2 separate regions of the Macaca mulatta genome follow, and region 2 is linked to region 1. A link is a contact called in public Hi-C data. All regions are on one chromosome and are shown on one strand. Each heading gives the region's core, a stretch centred on a gene start, on an enhancer-like site or on the middle of the called end of the contact. The rest is flanking DNA. Distances are from core to core; before and after follow the strand shown. Region 1 holds the start of CLSPN (claspin). Region 2 holds the start of C1H1orf216 (chromosome 1 C1orf216 homolog).

Region 1 (4,781 bases), core at 2,238-4,737:
AAGATTGTACATTTTCTGTTATATATGTTTTATCACAATAAAAAATGAATAAAAGGTTTTCCTTTCCTAGCTTACCCCTGTCCACCCATTGTTCAAATTGGAGCTTTCTCTCTTAGCTTCTGTGATGAGTGAAGAGGTGCTCCCCAAAGATATTTTAAAATACTAATATAAGGAATGTTATTTCATTTATTCACTTTCAGAGGGAGCTCAAGAAGTTGTCAAATTGTTGGCCAGGAGTGGTGGCTCACGCCTGTAATCCCAGCACTTTGGGAGGCCGTAGCAGGCGGATCACGAGGTCAGGAGATCGAGACCATCCTGGCGAACACGGTGAAACCCCATCTCTACTAAAAATACAAAAAATTGGTGGGTGTGGTGGTGGGCGCTTGTGGTCCCAGCTACTCGGGAGGCTGAGGCAGAAGAATGGCATGAACCCGGGAGGCGGAGCTTGCAGTGAGCTGAGATTGTGCCACTGCCCTCCAGCCTGGGCGACAGGGTGAGACTCCGTCTCAAAAAAAAAGGTTGTCAAGTGAATGAATTAATTAGTTCAACAAATATTCATCAGTTTTCCTACCTTGAACCTGGGATGTTCTAAGCCCTTTGTTCTCAAAGTGTGGTCTCCAGATCAGCAACACCAGCATCACCAGGGAATTTGTTAGAAATATACATTCCTGTGGGGCATGGTGGTTCATGCCCATAATCCCAGCACTTTGCGAGGCTGAGACATGCAGATTGCTTGAGTCCAAGAGTCTGAGACCAGCTTGGGCAGCATGGTAACACCCCTTCTCTACAAAATAAAAAATTAGCTGGGCATGGTGGTGCACACCTATAGTCCCAGCCACTTGGGAGGCTGAGGTGGAAGCGCTGCTTGAGTCTGGGAGGTTGAGGCTGCAATGAGCTGTGATCATTCCACTGCACTCAGCGAGAAAAAAAGGAAAGAAAGAAGTATACATTCCTGGACCCCACTTCAGATATACTGAATCAGAAACTTTGGCACTAGGACCCAACAATCGCTGTTTTTACCAGCCTTTCAGATTATTCTGATGCATGCTCAAGTTTAAGAAAGATAATTCTAGGTTGCAAAGATACAGAGGCAAAGAAAACAAAGTGCCTGTCCTCTTGGAATAACAACAGACAAATAGATATAAATAAAATTTCAGGCAAAGGGAAGTGTTAGCAGGGAAAGCAGCACAGGAGGAGGGAGAACACAGAGGATGCTCAGGCAGGGTCTCTCTGAGGGGTATGAACTCTGAAGTCACCTCGAGTCTGAAAATTGGCTCCACCAGTTTCTAGCCTTTTAAAAGTTTGCTTTTCTCATCTTCTAAGAAAGAGATAATAATATTACCTACAAGTTTACTCTGAAGATTAAATAAGATAACACTTATAAAATCCTTGCAACTGTTTCTGTCACTAAGGCTTCAACAAACATTAGCCCTCCACATATGATGGGGAGTGCCATAGATGTATATTTGGGAGTCATTGATGTAGAAATTAATAGTAAAGTGGATGAAAAGGTGGATAAACCAGGACACAAAAAGAGAAGAGGATGGATGATGGGCTGTTTTTGGTGGTGGGGGCAGAAGTGGGTTGAGAGATGATGGGGAGGTAGAGAAATGAAGATGTGGAAAGGGAGCTTTTTTCTGAACCCAGCTAAAGCTGGAAATTTGGAAGAGGAGGCCAGTGGATTGGGTGATGAACCAACTATTTGGTATGCCTGTGACTGAGGAGGTTCTCAGGATGCAGGACTTTCAGTGCTAAAACTAGGAAAGTCCTGGGCAAGCTGGGCTGGCAGTGGATATGACCATGGAGGGTGAAGTGAGCAATAAATACTCTGACCTTTCTTTCCTGGTGGTCTCTCATCTCCTTACAGTCACCTTATAAAGTGCCTTTACAGGGGCCTGACCCAACCAGAAGCCAGAGGGCAAGGGAGCTGGGATAATACAGTCTAGACAGGTCAGCCTTGCCTTAACACAAAACAGGGTAAAGGAAGGACAGAGAATTAACCTGGAGGGGCAAAAAATAATGGCCAGCACAGTGGCAAAGCTGGGATTAGAATTGTTTGGGATAGGCTAGGTGCGGTGGCTCATGCCTGTAATCCCAGTACTTTGGGAGGCTGAGACGGGCGGATCACGAGGTCAGGAGTTCGAGATCAGCCTGGCCAACACGGTGAAACCTCATCTCTACTAAAGATAAAAAAAAAATACCTGGGTGTGGTGGCATATACCTGTAATTCCAGCTACTTAGGAGGCTGAGGCAGGAGAATGGCTTGAACCCGGGAGGCGGAGGTTGCGATGAGCCAATATCAGGTCATTGCACTTTAGTTTTTTTTTTTTTTTTTTTTGAGACGGAGTCTCGCTCTGTCGCCCAGGCTGGAGTGCAGTGGCTGGATCTCAGCTCACTGCAAGCTCCGCCTCCCGGGTTTATGCCATTCTCCTGCCTCAGCCTCTCGAGTAGCTGGGACTACAGGCGCCCGCCACCTCGCCCGGCTAGTTTTTTGTATTTTTAGTAGAGACGGGGTTTCACCATGTTAGCCAGGATGGTCTCGATCTCCTGACCTTGTGATCCGCCCGTCTCGGCCTCCCAAAGTGCTGGGATTACAGGCTTGAGCCACCGCGCCCGGCCTCCCTACACTTTAGTTTTTAAAGACTAAAGGTCTTTAATAAATAAAAGTGGGCCAGGCGCGGTGACTCACGCCTGTAATCCCAGCACTTTGGGAGGCCGAGGCGGGGCGGATCATTTGAGGTCAGGAGTTCGAGACCAGCCTGGCCAACATGGTGAAACCCCGTCTCTACTAAAAATACAAAAATTAGTCAGGCATTGGTGGCGGGTGCCTGTAATCCTAGCTACTCGGGAGGCTGAGGCACGAGAATCTCTTGAACCCGGGAGGCGGAGGCTGCAGTGAGCCGAGATCGCGCCATTGCATTCCATCCTGGCTAACAGAGGGAGGCTCCGTCTCAAAAAAAAAAAAAAAAAACCAGTGTGTGTGTATACATATATATGTGTGTGTGTGCATATATGTGTGTACATATATGTGTGTGTGTCTATGTGTGTATATGTGTGAGAGTGTATATATGTGTGTGTGTATATATATATATTCAGTGGTAAGTGTCGTGTACAAAAGGCAGACAGGATCTAGCTGCTCCAGAAATGAAGTCAGTGGAGAAAATCCCACGGGGACCTTGGAATCCCTTTAAAAAGGTTCAGGTACAGGACACTCCCAGGTGCCCAGGAACCGTTTCCCAGCTCACTTCCCCCCGAAGACTCACCCCTCCAACCGCACTTCCTGCTTTGGCAAGTGTCAATGGTCAAAGACCACTGCTCGCCTGGTACCTACTGCCCGCCCCAGTGTACCTCCAGCTCCCCGAGGCGCCGCTACCAGCAGCTGCGACCCAGCCTGGGTTATTTGAGGTCGGCCGGAGGCGCTGCGTGATTGGTGGGTCGGAATGGGGCGGGGACTCGCTGGAAAATCCCCTCTGGATTGGTGCAAACCATGGGGGTGGGACCTCCACTCTGGCTGGGCGGGAAAGCTCGAACAGCGCTGCCGGGCTGGAGACGGCGGGAGCCGCTGCTCTCCGGCTGAGGGAACCAGAGACAGCTCCGTCCCTAACGGAGCACCGGGGAGGCAGGAGTCATGACGGGCGAGGTGGGTTCTGAGGTGAGTTTACGCACACGCCCCCCACCGGGGCTGCGAAGGCCCGGCACCGAGGGGTTAGGTGGGCCGGGGTAGACACCGCTGACCCGGGGCGCCCGGACGGGAGGACTGCGGCTCCCGGCGTTCACCGCGTCGGCTCCCGCAGCCTCGAGACTCGGTCGGGATGGGTTCCGACCAGGCGTCCCGTCCCGCCGCCAGGCTTCCCGCGCTTCGGGCTCCGTGGCCGGGGAGCTCCAGGTCTCTGCGGCGCGCGCTGCCGGCAGCCCAGCCCCTCCTCAGCCGGTTCCTGCCGCCAGCCCTCCCCTTTGGCGCGTTTCCTGTCGCGGAAGCTCCTCCCCTCAGGGTGCCCTGAAAGCCAGGAGGCTCTGGCCGAACCGGGCTGCAGGGGTGCGGGGCGGGATTCTCCGCAAAGAGAGGACGAGGGTGTTAGGGGGTTCCACATTGGGCCTGGGAGGGGCCCTGGAGGTCATCGCGCGGAGGCCCTTTGCGTTTTCCTACGGGGCCCCGAGTGGGAAGTCACCGCTGGGGCTCCTGGCTGGTGGCTCACACCTCCCTGGCGAAATTGGGCGTAGAAAATAGATGTTTCCAGACCTGTGTCCTTTCTGGGGCCGGATTCGGGCAAGGCACTCTCGCCTTAGGAGCAAAATTTAAAGGGGCGCCAAAACACTCAATCATCAAACTCATATTTTAATGCATTTTTTTTAAAAAAAACCGAAATTAATGCAAAAAAGTTTTTATGATTTGATATTGAACAAAATATCAGACGTTTAAACAGAGACAAGATCTGACCAGTCATTTGCACGACCTTGCCTTACTCACCTCACCCTAATCCCGTCCCTGGTTCCAATAAACTTTATCTACAAAAGCGGGTGTATTATTTACCTCATGAGCCGTAGATTATTGATTTAATTTTTTTAAAAATATTGCATTAATATTTATTTTGATTACTGAATTTTTTGAGACCTCACCCCACCCCAACGTCAAATGTCACCCTGCCCTTTGATGTTGCTGCAAATTGCCTAGAAGAGAATCGTCATTCAAAGCAGCCCTATTCCTTGAGCTGTCTGGTTACCTAAATTCGGTTTCCACATTCACAAACAGAAGTAACAGTTTCAATGCTTTGGATTGTTGA
Region 2 (5,166 bases), core at 126-2,625, 53 kb after region 1:
TCTTATTTCCTTTTCCCTCTTAAAATAGTCATCATAATCATAAAAATTTATTTTCCATTTTCCCTGTTTTTGCATATAGGATTTCTTGGTGTGATTTCAATTTGCCAATTAGTATCTAGGTTGCAGAATGGTGACTTGGAATCAAGTTGAAACTGGAAGAGGGTACCTTATATATTAGGGTCAGCAATTACTAAACTCTGTTCTCTTTTATTCCAAACAGTGTCCCCAACTTCACATTTCCCCAGGGTGCAAAAGAGGGGGATCAAGCTTCAGTAGAGTGGAGCTCTGAGAAGAATTCACTAGAGTTTGGAAGCCAGGACCCTTTTTATAACCTTGTTCCTCCTCACCTGGGCAAAAGCACTAGTGCCCACTGCACAGGTGTCATGGACGGGCTCTGTGTCCTGTGGAGAGCCCCCATCCCAGGTACAGGACATCAGCCCTGGGACCTGTCCCAGGCTGGATCTTCTTCTTTCTCTCTCTCTCTCTTTTTTTTTTTTTTTTTGAGACAGAGTCCCACTCTGTTGCCCAGGCTGGAGTGTAGTGGTACAGTCTTGGCTCACTGCAACCTCCACCTCCCAGGTTCAAGCGATTCTCCTGCCTCAGCCTCCCGAGTACCTGGGATTACAGGCGCCCGCCACCACGCCCAGCTAATTTTCCTATTTTAGTAGAGACAGTGTTTCACCATGTTGGCCAGGCTGGTCTCGAACTCCTGACCTCAGGTGATCCGCCGGCCTCGGCCTTCCAAAGTGCTGGGATTACAGGCGTGAGCCACCGCGCCCGGTCTCAGTGACTTTAGTCAAGTAGCACAAAAAGAAATATATAATTCCAAATTGTGATAAATGCTATGAAGAAAAGGAACGTGCCCTGACATACAAGGGGGAACGAATGCGATCTAGGGAGTCAGAGATTTCTCCGAGAAGAGAGCTGAAATAGGAGTAAATCGAGAGGGGGAAGAGACTGCTAGACCGAGGGAACCGTGCGTGCCAAAGCCGCGTGGCGGAAAGGGGCGTGCGGGAGGGTAGCTGCGGAGAGGGAGGGTAGAGGACAAAGCCGGAGAGGCAGACGGAGGGCCGGACGCGCAGAGCCCCGCGGCTGCTGCCTTAGGGGTTGTCCCGGCTGTGGGGAAGTCCTAGAGGAGTTTAAAGCCGGAAGGTGGTGACTAATCAGATTTCACTTGAAAATGGCACGGTGTCTGCAGTGAGGTGAACTGATGGGAAGGGCCCAGCGAACGCCAATAGGAGAGAGCACCGGACCTGAAAGGCCTGGTTCAACGCGGCCCCGCGCGGGGGCGAGGCGGTTCCGGCGCAGAGCCTAGCGCGCGGCTCCGCGGAAAACCGAACCGGCCCACGTGGGCCCGGCCGCTCCGCCCCGCCGCGCAGACGCCGCCTGACTCCGCAGTCCGGACCTGGGGCTGGGCGCGCTGCCCGGGAGCCCCGCACCCACCCTTGGACCGCGGAGACGCCCAGGCCGAGGAACCCCCAGCCCAGGGACTAGACACCACCAGGGCCGGGCGGAGCCATAGCCAGACGCGCCGGATCGGGCGCCTCTAGGCCGTGAGTCGGAGGCGGGGGGCTTGGGGCCCAGCCGCGGGAAGCGGGGAGTCACAGCGGCCTCCGAGGAGACTAGGGAAGGATGGTCTCTGCCTCCTGGGGTGTTCTCCCACTCCCGCAAGGCCAGGAAAGGAGGCTGCCTCCTATTTGGGCGGAGACCTAGTCCTGGGGTGGCGGGGTTCCTATTTTACTATTTCTGAGAACCCTGTGATCCCTAGCGCCACCCCTACCCCATCCCAGCTTCCTTCATGGCCCCATCCAAGTATAGGAAAAATTAAAAATTGGGGCGAGGGGAGATCTGTAGGCACCTTCCCACAAGCCTTGCTTAGAGGGCGATTACAAAGGAACTGTTCCTACACCCTTCTCCCCAGGACTTCTGCCCGTTGCTGGGGGTGGGGAGGGTCCATGCCACCTATGGAGCGCCTCCCAGTGCCGGCTCCACTTACAATATCCTTCCTCTTCATGCTCTTAAATTGTTCTAATCCCAGTGCTGTTTGGTCAGTAGAATTCCTTTGTCAATTCAAATCCTAATTTTGGTTAGAAGCAGGTTATGGAGGAGAGAAGAGTGGTGTGGTATGCCCGCCCTCCAGGGCCTCAGGATGGAGCAAGCTAGGGACAGGGACACAAGATAGTGGCCGTGTTCCAGAGGCATTGGGAGGGAAGTGGGCAGGCTCAGAAGAAAAGCTTGTCACTGGGGAAGGCTGGGCTCCCTGGCTGGGGTAGGAGAGGGAACTGAACCCAGCTCTTCCAGCCCGGGGGAGTCGGGAGTAGCTTCCTGAGCATGGAAATTCACTGCAGTCTCTTCTCCCATTCACTCGCTTAGCAAGTACCAGTATGCACAGATAGCCTGGTTCCGGGCTCTATGCTGGCTGACTCTGGGGAATATGATGGAGGATATATAGGGGAGGTCCAAGCTAGATTACAAACTGCTATTACAAGATCATTGCCACAAACCAAAACTGCCAGTTAAATAGACATTCACTGATCGTCGACCATGTATGCCAGGGACAGACACAAAGTTGGATAAGACAGTGTGTACCCAGGGCAGTGGGGACCCAGAGGAAGGCATAACTAACCGTGCTTGTTTATGTAATATTGATTGCGGCAGTATCAAGACAGCTTCAGAGACATGGGTACATGGAGATATGGGGATATTACAGCTGATTTTGAAGTACAAAAAGGAATTTGCTGGGTGGAGAAGGGAGGAGCTTTGAGGGGAGGGGAGAGGAAGGATATTATAGGCCAAAGGAATACTGTAAGAAGGACAATGGTGTGTTTTGAGATCTCTGGGCAGTTTGCTATGATGGGAGGGACAGAGTGGCAAAAGGCAGGTGTGGAAGGGTGAGCAGAGGCTAGATCAAACAGGGCCTTGTAGGCCACATAGAGGTTTAGCAGGAGTTCAGGGAGGGCATTCTGAGTGGTGACAAGTGAAATTTACATTTGTAACTGGGGGCAGAGAGACCAGTGAAAAGGCCGAGGCAATAATCCAGGTCAGAAATGGCCTGGAAGAGGAAGAATGGTCAGAATGTGGTTATCAATGAGATGGGAGAAGGAAGGAGAGTGAGGAGCCCAGGATGCTCCTAGCCTTCTGGATGGAGGGTGGAGCCATCTTGCTGAGGATACTGAAGGAGAGCTTGTTTGGTTATATAGAATTTTGGTGGTGGGGGCGGGGGGCGGGGGGTGGAGAGGGATGAAGTCTCACTCTGTCACCCAGGCTGGAGTGTGGTGGCACAATCTCAGTTCACTACAACCTCTGCCTCCTGGGTTCAAGCGCTTCCCAAATAGCTGGGATTACAGGTGCCTGTCACCACGCCTGGCTAATTTTTGTATTTTTAGTAGAGATGGGGTTTCACCATGTTGGCCAGTCTAGTCTCGAACTTCTGACCTCAGGTGATCTGCCTGCCTCGGCCTCCCAAAGTGCTGTGATTACAGGCATGAGCCACCGCACCCAGACTGGTTATGTAGAATTTGAGGAGCCTATGATTGGTTGCAGGGTTGGATAGCAGTTAGATCTGGGCTGAAGACAGATCTGAGAGTCATCAGCATATGATGGACCTTGAAGCTACAGCAGAGAATGAGGTCCTCTGGAGAGAAATGTGCAAAATCAGAAGACAGCCTGGCTCTGAGGACTGAGGAAAAACCCTCTGCAGGAGACTGAGAATGAACAGGTAGACAGGGAGGACGAAAACCGTGAGGGGAAGTGTCACCAGAGTCAAGAGAAAGGGCTTGACAGGGAGTGGTCGGGCTCTTGCTTTCAGCCTTGTCCCTGCAGCTAAGTTGCCCTGACTTCAGGCACCCCACCCTGTCCTACTGTGACTCAGTCTCCTGCTTTCCCTTTACAGACCAGATGTTCGCCATCCAGCCAGGGCTAGCTGAGGGGGGCCAATTCCTGGGGGACCCACCTCCTGGAGTATGTCAGCCCGAGCTCCAACCAGACAACAACTCCAACTTCATGGCAAGTGCCAAGGATGCTAATGAGAATTGGCATGGGATGCCAGGCAGAGTGGAACCTATCCTGAGGAGGAGCTCCTCTGAGTCGCCCTCTGACAACCAGGACTTCCAGGCCCCTGGATCCCCTGAGGAAGGGGTGCGCAGCCCCCCAGAGGGGGCAGAGATTCCCGGGGCTGAGCCTGAGAAGATGGGTGGTCCTGGCACAGTCTGCTCCCCTCTGGAGGACAATGGCTATGCCAGCAGTTCCTTGAGTATCAACAGCCCTAGCAGCAGTCCTGAGCCTGCCTGTGGGACCCCGCGAGGCCTTGGCCCTCCCGATCCCCTTCTGCCCTCAGTGGCCCAGGCTGTGCAGCACTTACAAGCCCAGGAGCGCTACAAAGAGCAGGAGAAAGAAAAGCACCACGTGCACTTGGTGATGTACCGTCGCCTGGCACTGCTCCAGTGGATCCGGGGCCTGCAGCATCAGTTGATTGACCAGCAGGCCCGACTACAGGAGAGCTTCGACACCATCCTAGACAACCGGAAGGAGCTCATTCGCTGTCTCCAGCAGAGGGCAGCACCATCCAGGCCCCAGGACCAGGGCTAAGGGTGTGTCTCCACAAGTGTGCAAGGGTGTATGTGTATATTTGCAGGCATGTGTGAGGTTGTGCACTAGTAAGTACATAATTATTTGCTGGCATGATTGCAGGTAGGCATGAGTGTGTATGTGCTAACATGTAGGCTGGTGTGTATAGGAATGTGTGAATAAACATGTATAAATGAGCTTAAGTGTGCTGTGTGCACATGTGCACACACAAGCTAATTTATCTGCAGACCTATATGTGAGCATGTAAGAGTGAACATGTATGTGTGTAGTATGTAAGAAGAATGAGGAAATCTGTATGTGCGTGTGTAGACAGGTACCCAGCAGTGTGTGTATATGCGCATGAGTGAGGATGTATATGCAGAAGATGTGTGTGTCTATGAGTGAGTTTGAGTGTGCAGGCTTGTGTTGGATGTATGTGAGGGAGCCCTTGTGTGTGCAGGGGTGCACGTGTGTGGCTGCAGGCATGGGAGGTGTATGTTAGGAGCATGTGTGTTTGCAGGCAGACTCATGAGCAGGTGTGTGCAAATACATATCCAGCTGCACTGTGGGGTATCCACCCACACCTTGTGTTCCTCATGG

What was found. A called contact is a pair of places that touch in the nucleus more often than the background predicts.
Region 2: a contact with region 1 is called in a Hi-C map of blood, with 2.4 times the contacts expected there. The contact joins the promoter of C1H1orf216 here to the promoter of CLSPN in region 1. A contact is called at or near these places in 3 of 14 Hi-C or Micro-C datasets (CD4 T cells, blood and liver).

The regions. Positions count from the first base shown.
Region 1 is chr1:205,047,690-205,052,470 of T2T-MMU8v2.0, forward strand. It overlaps CLSPN (claspin), which reads left to right and starts at 3,488. Exons shown (of 25, transcript XM_015135221.3): 1 at 3,488-3,652. The coding sequence starts at 3,629.
Region 2 is chr1:205,102,726-205,107,891 of T2T-MMU8v2.0, forward strand. C1H1orf216 (chromosome 1 C1orf216 homolog) reads left to right here and starts at 1,376. Exons shown (of 2, transcript XM_077964089.1): 1 at 1,376-1,553; 2 at 3,893-5,166. The coding sequence starts at 3,898. The coding sequence ends at 4,587.